Regions from separate parts of the Pan troglodytes genome. Here region 2 is linked to region 1. Evidence: chromatin contacts called from public Hi-C data. All regions are on one chromosome and are shown on one strand. The core of a region is the stretch at or near the end of the contact, and the rest is flanking DNA. Distances in the headings are between cores, read along the strand shown. Region 1 overlaps TMEM63A (transmembrane protein 63A). Region 2 holds the start of SRP9 (signal recognition particle 9).

Evidence for each region. Hi-C and Micro-C count contacts between places; a contact is called where the count stands out from the background.
Region 2: a contact with region 1 is called in a Hi-C map of induced pluripotent stem cells, with 1.8 times the contacts expected there. The contact joins the promoter of SRP9 here to the enhancer-like site in region 1. A contact is called at or near these places in 3 of 7 Hi-C or Micro-C datasets (blood, induced pluripotent stem cells and stem cell-derived neural progenitor cells).

The regions. Positions count from the first base shown.
Region 1 is chr1:23,449,210-23,455,281 of NHGRI_mPanTro3-v2.0_pri, forward strand. TMEM63A (transmembrane protein 63A) reads left to right here. Exons shown (of 25, transcript XM_003308777.6): 24 at 359-538; 25 at 640-944. The coding sequence ends at 532. EPHX1 (epoxide hydrolase 1) reads right to left here. Exons shown (of 9, transcript XM_016939836.4): 7 at 5,068-5,176; 8 at 2,916-3,041; 9 at 2,009-2,418. The coding sequence ends at 2,217. Among named protein-coding and RNA genes, the nearest start is that of EPHX1, 34 kb to the right of the region's middle. Within about 2 kb of position 1,627, at least 7 of the 24 cell types and tissues checked have an H3K27ac peak or open chromatin away from gene starts, as enhancers often do. A contact at or near this core is called in induced pluripotent stem cells, where this site is marked.
Region 2 is chr1:23,515,466-23,520,933 of NHGRI_mPanTro3-v2.0_pri, forward strand. SRP9 (signal recognition particle 9) reads right to left here and starts at 3,079. Exons shown (of 3, transcript NM_001246578.1): 1 at 2,925-3,079. The coding sequence starts at 2,996.

The DNA of each region.
Region 1 (6,072 bases), core at 377-2,876:
GGGGTCCCAGGGCAGCGTTCTAAGCCCCCCTATATAGGTAGACTTGTTTCTTCTACAAAGTGAGAAATCCTCCTAGGATCCAGGGCTAGGAAGTTTAGTTTCCTCTGAGAACTGCTCTCTTGTGCTTCCTTCTGTGATCATGAGAACTGTATAACTGTGCTTTCTCTTTTGCCCTGGCTGCTAGGAAATTCTGCAGGTGTCATATTTTCGGTCTTAATGTCCTAAATGGATGTTGGTGTTTCTTCATAAGTCCTTTATGGCCACTGTCTGTGTCCTGTTGGGAGAAGGGCAGGAGGGGAGGGATGCAGTGTGGAAGCTCATGCCTGTCCAAGCCAAGCACAAATCCATTTGCTGACAGCCCTACGTGCCTCGGATTCTGAATGGCTTGGCCTCGGAGAGGACAGCACTGTCTCCGCAGCAGCGGCAGCAGCAGACCTATGGTGCCATCCACAACATCAGCGGGACTATCCCTGGACAGTGCTTGGCGCAGAGCGCCACGGGCAGTGTGGCTGCTGCCCCCCAGGAGGCCTGAGGCTGGGTGAGCTGCTGGCTGGGCCAGGCTCAGGGGAGCCTGTGGGGTGAGAAGACAGGTGAAGCGGCCTGACTCCCAAGTTCATGACTTCTTCCCATCTGTTTTAGGTCTCACTGCTCTGAAAAGACACAACCAGAATGGCCTGGGGCTCAGGCCCTTGGCTGAGTGGGAATGCGTTGGGACTGCCCAGCTGAGCTATCAGATGCCCATATTTTCTGGTCCCAGCAGTGGTGAGGGGAGCACAGGCAGGCCTCGCCCCTCCCTTGCTCACCCAGTTTCCCCTCCGGCACAAGCTTGCAGCTCTGCAGCTGGGGTGACATCCCCAGTGGTTTGTTGCCAAGACCATGTGGTGGACTTTTCGCCCCCCAAACTGATGAGTCCGGGAGAATATATGGAGAGAGAGATGTAACAAGGGGAAGGCCTCCTCCCTTCTGAGCACACACACAACCGATAACCAAAGAGATGCTGCAGTCCAGGTCTGAGGTCCGGCTGGCATCCAGCTCCCTGCTCCATGGCCAGTCCCTCCCCAGCCCAGCAGTCCCTCCAGGCTACATCCAGGAGTAAGCTATGGGGAGCAGGTTGGGAGGTGGCCAGTGCTCCTGCCAGCTGTGCACACATCTCTGTATCCCGCTAGAGTTCTGTGTTTTTGTATCATGTTGTCAGGGACACTAGCTGGGTCAGGGTTACCCCATAGCAGGCAGGGACAAGGACCACTCATAATATGCCCATTGGACCACAGTTAAGATCCAGCCTCTCTCACCTCTTCAGGGCTGAGTGCATGAGTCTGCACCTCCAGGCAGGATCTGTGCAGTACTCACCCCCTCCGTCTGCTCCCTCCAAGGTGTGGGGGTGGGCAGTGCTCAGGGCCTCCTCGGAGCCAAAGGACAGCATGGTCGGCACAGAGGAAGGGGTACCTGGGCTGGGTGCAGGGCCATCCCACTGCCCTTGAGCTGTGGCTCTGGCAGGAAGGAGGGGCAGCCCGTCCCTCTTCTCCCTCCTGGGGATTCTGGGGAATGGGATGCAACTTAAGACTTCTGCCTGAGAAGCCTCCTCCCTGCTGCCTCCAGGGGGCACCAAGGCACAAGCCTGTGCAGTTGGGGCGGGATGGGGGTGCGGAAGAGCAGGTCCAGGCTCCTAGCACAACTGGCCTGGGGCCTTGGCACCTCTGCAGGCCCTGCCTGTGCCTGTCCGCTGGCCTGGTGGGCCTGGGCTTATCTGGGCCTTCTCACTCAGGGACTCTCTTGACGCTGACTTGCCCCCGCAGTGGTGGCCAGTGCTGCCTCTGCTCCAAGCTGCCCCTGCGCTGGGAGGGGTGGGGGCGGTGCCATTGGTCTGGTGCAGCATAGCCCTGGCCAGTGGCCTCATCCCCAGCAGGCCTCCCATGCCTCTGCCAGCAAGGAGGGGCCGGCCAGCTCTGCTTGCACAGGGGGCCCCATGTGGGGTCAGCGCACGCTCATGTCACTGAGTTCCAGCTGCTTTTAGAGTAAAGTCATTTATCATCAAAGCCATGTTGCTTACCACACGGAGTTGGGGGTTGGGGAGTGAGCTTGGAGGGGTGAGCGTGGGCTCCCAGCATGGGCAGGGGACGGAGGCAAACTCATTCCTCAGAAAAGGGGTATCTTCCCCAAGAAAAGCCTGGAGGGCACTTGTGGGGGGAGGTGGCGGGCGGGGGGAGAGGGGTGGGTCATTGCCGCTCCAGCACCGACAGGAACTTGCGGATGTCCTGGGCGAGCAGCTCCGGCTCCTCAAAGGCCGCAAAGTGGCCCCCACGAACCATGTAGGAATAGGAGATGAGCTTTGGGTACCTGAACCTCACCCACTTTTCAGGCGTGTGCAGTAGCTCAAAAGGGAAGGCAGAGAAGCCAGTGGGCACATAGACTTTCATCCTGGAAGTGAAAGAGCCGACGGAGGGGTGAGGCTGTGGCCCTGCGCCCCTCCGTCCTGCACAGCAGGGGGTTAAAGCGCCTGGGGGTGAGATCAGCTGGCCCACCCACAAGGAGCCATAAAGAAAAGGACAAATCCAGGGTCTCAACCGCTCTCCCCTGAGGGCCCTCTCTTTTCTGGGAGGGACAGCCTCTAAATCCCCACCTTTGAGGGTTTCCATGTGAGACTTGGGAATCCCAGAACCATCAGTGCCACTCCAGACCAGCATCCTAGACTGGGGAGCGGTACTGAGGGCCGCCCGGGAGCCAGGCACCTGGTCCCTCCATGAGGGCTTTCTCCAAACACCTCGACCTTTAGTGTTCCCATCCAAGGGCCCCTGGGGCACCTGCAGGCAAGGCTATACTTATCCCACCACCAAGTGCCCCTCGTGGAGCCCAAGACTGGCCGTCCCCCTGCCTCCAGCCTCAGAGGCCCCTGTTCTCGGCTCAGCCAGGCTCACCGCTCATGCTTCTGGGTCATCCAGCCCTGTCCCAGGTTCTCCTTGTAGAAGCGCTGGGAGGAGATGATGGTGCCTGTTGTCCAGTAGAGCATGACGTTGGTCAGCAGGTCGTCCAGGGAGAACTTCCTGGGAACGCAGAACACAAAGCCCCACTCTCAGTGCCACATGCAGTTGTGTGACAAAGGGCAGCCGGAAAGTCCTACAAATGCCAGGCCCTGCCCATGCAGCTTCCCTCCTCAGACCTCATGCAAGGTGTGTGGTATCCTCGTGTCACAGGCAGGCTGCGCCCAGGGCACCAGACTGGAGTGCATGGATTTAGTTGAAGTGTCTCTTATCACCCCAAGGTCCTCCCCCCACCCACCTTGCCTCTACACACCTGTCACCTCTCTCCTGCCACTGACCTCTCCTCCCTCCCCTCAACCCCTGCACCGTGAAACTGCTCAGGGCACCAGCTACTGTGGTGACCACATACCAGGCAGCATGTTCTAAGCTCCTTACCTTCTTTTAATTCATGTTTTCCTCTCAACAGCCTATGGGACATAGGTACTACTATCTCCATTTTACTTATTAAGTGGAGAATCCAAACCTAGCCAGCTTGGGTCCAGGATGCATACTCCACAGCCCCCACTCCACCTTCCACTTTCCCCAGAGCACGCGCTCCCAACCCTACCTTCCTCACTCAAACCCTGAATCTCTAGCAACAGCAGCAGGGAGCAGGGACAGAGATAAAGGAAACAGCCTTTTCAATATGATTTTGGTGGCAAAATGAAAACTGGTCAATGAAAACTAGTTCCAGTATACACGTCACCTCTGTGAACTGGATTTCTGCAAGTTGGCCAAGTGCTTCCATCTCCCTTTCGGCTCTGCCCGCAGCTTGAAAACGACCACGACCACCATTTCCACCCTAGTGTGTTCCTGTTCTTTCTGGAACACAGATCTGATCCTGTCTACCTCCTGCTCAGGGATTTGGTGCTCCCTGTAACCCGGGGCCAGAGCTGCAGGAGTGGCCTAGTGGGATAGTCTGGTGGGGCCTCACATCTTGCTCCAGGTATCCGTGTGCAAGGAGCAGGCCAGACCCCTTGCCAAGGTGGTCTTGCAGCAGCTCCATCAACCCCTGTGTCCTGCTGAATGTAGGGCAGGGGAAACAGATCCCAGACGAAGGCCCTGCTGAGGCTCTTGGAGGAGGTGAGGACCGCCTGCAGGAATGAGTTTGCTTTTGATCTGGCCCCAGTGTACCTGCTTCAGCCTCTGGACAAGCCACCCTTTCCAAGCACCCTTTCCTTGCATTTTTATTGCTTTTCTCTTTGCCTAAGTTTCTCTCCTCCATCCAGCAAACTCCTACTTATCCTCCAAGGCCCAAATCAGATACATTCTCCTGGTCATTTCCCCTCTCTGCCGCTTACACAAAGAGAATCCTCCTTCCACTGGACTCTCACAGTCCTTTGCGCATTCATTCAACATCTATGTACTGGGCTCTCCCACTGTTCACCTGGCATTGTTCTAGGTGATGGGGCTACAGCATGGCCAAGGCAGAGTCCCTACCCCCAAGGCAGGATTCAGTCTCATTTTACTGTCTTTCCCGTCCCCAGCACTGTCTGGTCCTCTGTGTGTCACTGAAGGAATAAAGGGATGGGCCCTGGAAAGGGTGGGTCAGAGCTGACCTTGGTGAAGCCTGAGTCAGGCCACAGAGCTGGGAGTCGGGCATGTAGAGGATACAGCCTCTAAGGCTCTGAGAGATTAACAGCCTCCTGCCTTTCTGCGACCACCCTCCTGGAACACGCAGTCACGTGACCCTGATGCCAGGCTCTCCAGGGAATCAGGAGGAAAAGCCCAGGTGCTCTTGACAATAACGTGGTGCCTGCTGCCCTGTGGGCTCCCTAATCCCCAGAGGGGCCTGTTCAGCAAAAGGAGCACAAGCAGGTGAGCCTGCATCCTAGTCCTGACCATGCACTGTGAGGCTGGGAACAACTCACCAGGCCGCCTCACCCAAAAAATGCAGCTACGTTGGTCACGGGGTGAGGATTTGTAAGAAAGCCAACAATAGAATTTGCTGAGTGCCCCATGCAGAGCAACCAGACAAGGGGATGAAGAGGGTGAGGAGGTTGGCTGCTGGGACCAGGGTCATGACTGCAGGGGCAAACCAGGGCCTCACCTTTCCAGGCCTCCATCCTCCAGGTATCGGAATTCCGTATTGGTCCAGGTGGAAAACTTCTCTAGAATATAGGCAGCCAGACCCACAGGAGAGTCATTCAGAGCAGAGCCTGGCGGGGAGCAAGGGAGAGACTCAGGCCTGGGGACCAGAGAGCTGGAGCTTCAGGTGTGATGTGTGGCACTGGCCGCAGAGGGCGGGGCTGTGTGCAGGAAGCCACGTTCGAGCACAGGCCTGCCTTAACTCCTGGGTGCTCACATGCCTCGCTTCCTTAACTCTGCCTCGGCATCCTCATCTGATAAACAGGGACGATACCTTCCTACTGTCTCCCAGGGCCTGGCACACTGCCTGCTCAGCTTCCTTCAAATTGAAGGGCCTATGCCTCTGCATTTGGTGGGGTCCCAATGAGAAGTGCTGTTTTTAAAAAGGCGGGGTTTTTCAGTCTATGTGCTCTGATTCATGAAAAATGAGAAGCCACCTAAAAAAGTCTAAAATAGGGGATCAGTTACAAATAAATATTGATATACTCATAAGCCAAAATACTGTACAGTCATTAAAAATGGCTGGAACAGGCTGGGGGCATTGGCTCATGCCTGTAATCCCAGCACTTTGGGAGGGCGAGAAAGGTGGATCACCTGCGGTAAGGAGTTCGAGACTATCCTGGCTGACATGGTGAAACCCCATCTCTATTAAAAATACAAAAAAATTAGCAGGGTATGGTGGTGCATGCCTGTAATCCCAGCTACTTGGGAGGCTGAGGCAGGCAAATTGCTTGAACCCGGGAGGTGGAGGTTGCAGTGAGCCGAGATCGTACCACTGCACTCTAGCCTGGGCAACAGAGCAAGACTCTGTCTCAAAAAAAAAAAAAAAAATGCTGGGACAGTGGGACAGGCTGGGTGCGGTGGCTCACACCTGTAATCCCAGCACTTTGGGAGGCCGAGGCGGGTGGATCACCTGAGGTCAGGAGTTCGAGACCAGCCTGGCCAACATGGTAAAACCCCGTCTCTA
Region 2 (5,468 bases), core at 1,829-4,328, 68 kb after region 1:
ATGAAGAATTCAACTTTTGTTTTTTAGACAGTTGTGGCAAGAGTGTTAAGGAACTAAAAAGGCTGACAGACCAACAAAGAGGTTATTACATAATCCGGTGGTAATGCCATCTTCAATTACAGCAATACAAGACAGAGTGGTAAAAAGATACTGGGTATAATCAACAGGTTAAATGTGTTGCGGAGAGAAGACAGAGAATTTTGGAAAACAGATTCCAGAGACCTGACAAAATTTGTTCTTTAGCCCTAGCAGAAAGAGAATGGACTTGGGGTTCAAAGATCTGGGTCCAAATTTCATCTTAATCTCTCAAGAAACTAGGTAAATCACTTAACAGATATAAAATCATTCATTTATATACTTTGATGGGTTGCTGTAATTGTTCATGTATTATGTATAAATCTATGTAAACACACATAAATATATATTAAATGCCTGTAACATATAAACATATGTAAAATGCCTGTCACGTAGAGGCGGAGGTTGCAGTGAGCCAAGATGGCGCCACTGCCCTCCAGCCTGGGCAACAAGAACAAAACACCATCTTGGAAAACAAACAAACAAACAAACAAAAACTGTTAAGCTCTTCCTCTACACTCATCCTCTCCCCTCTCAACATATCAGTCAAGCCAGGCGCCATGGCTTGTGTCTGTAATCCCAGCTACTTGGGAAGCTGAGGCAGGAGAATCACCTGAGGCAAGGATTTAAGACCAACCTGGGCAACAAAGCAAGAGCCCCGTCTTTAAAAAAAAAAAAAAAATTAGGCAGGCATGGTGGCATGTCTGTAGTCTCAGCTACTCAGGAGGCTGAGGTGGGAGGATCACTCGAGCCCAGTTCAATGGTGCAGCGAACTGTGATTTGTGCCACTGCACTCCAGCCTGTGCCAACTGCAATTTTCTGACTGGGTAAGAGGTGAAATATTCTCTTTCTCGTCTATTCTAGACATGCTTTGCTCACAGTGATGCTCTAATTATTTTCATTTTCCCTACCACTGCCATCACATTCTTACAGTACAGTTACTCTTGATGTGAATTTATATATTCTTTACTGTTTCTCAAGTATTTTTAGTTTATACTGTGGGTACTTCTGGATAAAAGTCGTGTGTGGTCTCAGAGTACCATTGTCTGAATGAAGAAACAAATGACCCTGCCAACAAGGGAAGCTAACCAAATGAAGCAACCAGAAGTCACCAGTGTTATAAACAAATTACTCAATTTAAAAAATACAATTTCCATCATTTATTATTGTATCATTTTATTGTAAAAAATAGAACTAAGAATGTTTTACAGCTTGTTACTTACCTAGGTCTTTCTGTGGGTCTAATACTATTTTTAATCATAATTATCAACATTCTTTGCTGCACACTTTAAACTTATATGCACTATAAACTGTATGTGGCATTGGAGTTACAGGTTACCAGCTCACTGCATACACTTAAAACATAATTCATATTACTTAATGATCATCAATAGTTTCACACAGTAAATCCTGAGCCCTGGGCTGGGCGCAGTGGCTCACACCTGTAATCAACACTTTGGGAGGCCAACGCGGGTGGATCACGAGGTCAGGAGTTCCAGACCAGCCTGGCCAAGATGGTGAAACCCCGCCTCTATTAAAAATACAAAAAATTAGCCAGGTGTGGTGGCAGGCGCCTGTAAACCTAGCTACTCGGGAAGCTGAGGCAGGAGAACCGTTTGAACCCAGGAAGTGGAGGTTGCAGCGAGCTGAGATTGAGCCAATGCACTCCAGTCCGGGCGACAGTGCGAGATTTCGTCTCAAAAAAAATAAAAATATTAAAAAAAAAGAAAAAAAGATCCTGAGCCCCGGTTTTCCGAGATTTTATCTGCTTTTAATTTTCTTTCTTCTCCGAGGGATACAGTCACAATACACTGTATCTATAATACCCTCCAATAATACCAGCTCCTTAAGGGTTGAACGGAATCTCATTCACCTTTGTGTCTCCCACAGAACCTAATTTAACTTGGGGTCAGTAACACGAGAGTGGGAAATGAATGCAGCATAAAAGAGATAACTGAGTTACAACAAACACAAAACAAAAGAAGCATCATACATAACCAGGTCTGAGGTTTTCAGTATAAAATCCCTTCAATATGCTGAGTTCTAAAAAGAAGCAGAACTTTTAATTAACACGAAGATGCTTCAAATAATTCTTAGACATGACAATAAAATAACCGAAACCTCAAGAGACGAAAAGTAAGACCCGAATGCTAAACTCCCATCACTTGGACTTCTTTGCTTTTTAATAATGAGCTAACCTCTGACATCCACCTCCATTATAATTTTTGTGGGGGCTAAGAATGTATTTCAGAGGTCCATGAATCCCTTAAAATTGTTTGCAAACATTTACTTATACATTTACTTATACCATTTTTCTGAGGAAAGGTGCAAATATTATTCTTATGGTCCCAAAGCCTGTGACTCCCAAAATACTAAGAACCAATATTCTGGGGGGTACAGATGCTTCCAAATTGGAATCTTTCAAGAATGTCTGAGCGGCAGTAGAAAAACATCATCAGTTTTATATACATGAGGTACCCTTACCGCCTAGGCGGTACAGGAAAAGTGAACCAAGACAAAGGACAGGAAGCTGCAGGGGGAGGAGCCCTGGCTTCAGGGACTCGTAAAACAACCGAAGCCATAAAGGAAGCTGAGGGACTGGGGCGGGAAGATCGATTGCAGAAATGTTTAGGGCTGAGATGAACCTGGCTGTTGCCAGCTTCAGGGCCTCACTGGGCCGCTAGATCAGGGAAGAAGGGGACGAGAGAGCAGAACATTAACTTGGCAGGGTCCATTTGTGTTCATTCCCAGCACCTCCTGGGAGCGCTGGGGAAGCTCCAGGGGCCGAGTGGATGGCGGGAAGACATCCTGGGCTGGGGCCCAAAGCAGCGGCCCCGCCAGCGATTTACCTTCATAGGGTCAGCGAGGTAAAGCTTCTCGGCAGCGCGGCTGAACTCCTCCCAGGTCTGGTACTGCGGCATCGTGGCCTAGAGTGGAAAAGTAAAGAGAAGCAAGGCCTCAGAACCCGGCCCAACAAACTACCTACGTCCGGGAGTCGCCAACTGACGCGAGTCCCAGCAGCCCCAAGATGGCGGCGCCTCCTCGCACCAACGCCTCGCTCCATTGGACAGCTCCGTCCATGCTCGCCCAATGGGCAGGAGGGATGTTGTCAGGGAGTGGGCGGAGCCCAGGGCGTGTGGCTCGAGAGCTGAGCGAGACAAGCGGAGGGCAAGGCAACCAATGCCGGCTGCCACAGCGCCCCCGGTAGGGCTGAATGAGTGGCGTCCGTCCCGTGGCACTCAGGGCTGAACCGCAGCTGCCTTCAACAAAGATTAAGCGGCTCTGCGATAGGCGCTGCATATACGAGGAAGGAGGCGACAGGGCCCAGCTGTCACACAGCTTGGTGAAGAAGCCAGGAGACATAAACACAAGAGTGCAACGGAAAACTTTATATGATAAACATTTATGTCGGGTTAGTGGAGCGCGAAGGAAGAAGGATCACTTGTGGGTGGGGGGAAACTCACAGAAGCGGTGCAAGCTCAACAGGTAGGCAAGGAAGGACAGAACACGTAGGCCCATTTTAGATCTGCAGTGTATGTCAGATGACTGGTGTTTAGGAGATGAGGAAGAAGTCATATTATCACTTCTGCAAGGATAAAAAATCTGATCCTCCAAGCAGGAGGATTGCTTGAGCCCGGGAGTCCGAGGCTGCAGTGAGCCATGATCGCGCTACGCACCCAGCCTGGGCTTCAGAGCAAGACGCTGGCGCAAAAGTAAATAAATAAAGAAGATGGCCTGCAGGGGACACCAGGTAAAGAGTATTATATTTTGAGATGGAAAGATTTTGTGCATGTTTATAACTTTTAGAGAAGGACACATAAGAGATAGAAAAATCAAAAATACAAGAGAAAGAAGAAAGCGAGGTCTCGGGAAATATGAAGGGGAAGACCAAAGGCCCAGATGAATAAAAACAGGTGCATTATTGCCTTTGATGGGGTGAGGAAGAGGGAAAAGTCGGGTGAGGGTATAGGTGAGCATGTAGATACGAGGGCAAGAAGGTACATTTTCTTGTCACCTAAGACAGGAGACCACCTTCGTAAATAGGAAGGGTGGTTTTGGATCTTTGAGGAAGCAAGGATGGGTTTGGATCCTTGAGGAGAAGGTTTGGAAAAGCCATTGTGAGAAATGAATAAGGAAGCCTATTAGAAAAAAACAGGTGGGAAGCGGTGGTGCACACCTGCAATCCCAGCACTCTGGGAGGCTGAGGTGGGCAGATCACTTGAAGTCAGGAGTTCAAGACCAGCCTGGTCAACATCGTGAAACCCCATCTCTACTAAAAATAAAAAAATTAGTTGGGCTTGGTCGTGGGTGCCTGTAATCCCAGCTACTCTACTCGGGAGGCTGAGGTAGGAGAATCTCTTGAACCCAGGAGATGGAGGATGTAGTGAGCCAAGATCGCATCTCACTGCACTCCAGCCTGGGCAACAGAGCAAGACTCTGTCTCTAAAACAGCAACAACAACAACAACAACAACAACAACAAAAGAAACTCAAAAGCAATATGTCAAGTAGAGTAAAAAGCTGAAACTGGAGATCATATCTGGGAATAGCCCCAATTAGGGTCTGTCTCCAGCAACACCCAGAAGCTTGGATTTTGGACTGGAAAAGACAGATATTAGGGATTTATAGGGTACATGAGGAAGAAGAACAAAGGGTCAAGAATGTTGCAGGTGGTACTGGCAAGAGAATGACTGAAATGATAAATTATGGGATCCATGCTAGATAGCTGGTAATTAATTGAGTCAAAAGAGAGACGTTAAGGAACCAGGATTAAAGGAAATCTGAATTCAATATAGCAGGAAATAAGTTTTAGTCAGATTGGATATTGGGGTTTAACATTTTAGAGTAGCAATAGTCCCTGGTGAGGCTGGATTTATAGTTGGGTTGTCCACACAAAGTCAAAGTCTTGTATGAGTAAGAAAAGGAATAAGATGAAGGAGAAGGCTATGAGCCAGGGACCCAAATCCTCAGTTAATGAGACGTGTGTGTGTGTGTGTGTGTGTGTGTTGAGGGAAGCTATAAAGAGCAATGAGCAGAGGCAGAGAGAGCAGAGTTGGGCAGAATGACCCCCAGGTGTAGGGGTTTTTCCCTGAAGATGAAAACAATGGAAGTTAAGACAATGCCAACTTTGCCTTCTGTCAGAAGGAACATAAGAGATCAGTTTCAATTCAATTCAGCAAAAAGTAAAACAAGTGTCCACCCTGGACAAACACCAAGAGCTGGGCTAGGCATTAGAGACCCAGCAGTGAACAAGACAGGCTCAGTCCCTGCCTCATAGAGCTCACAGTTATGGAGAGAATGACAGTAAAGAACAGATCTCCATTGTGAGGGTCCCCATCACTGTGAGTTCCAGCATCTCCAAGCTTAGCCCAGCCTCAGCCCCTACAGAGGCAG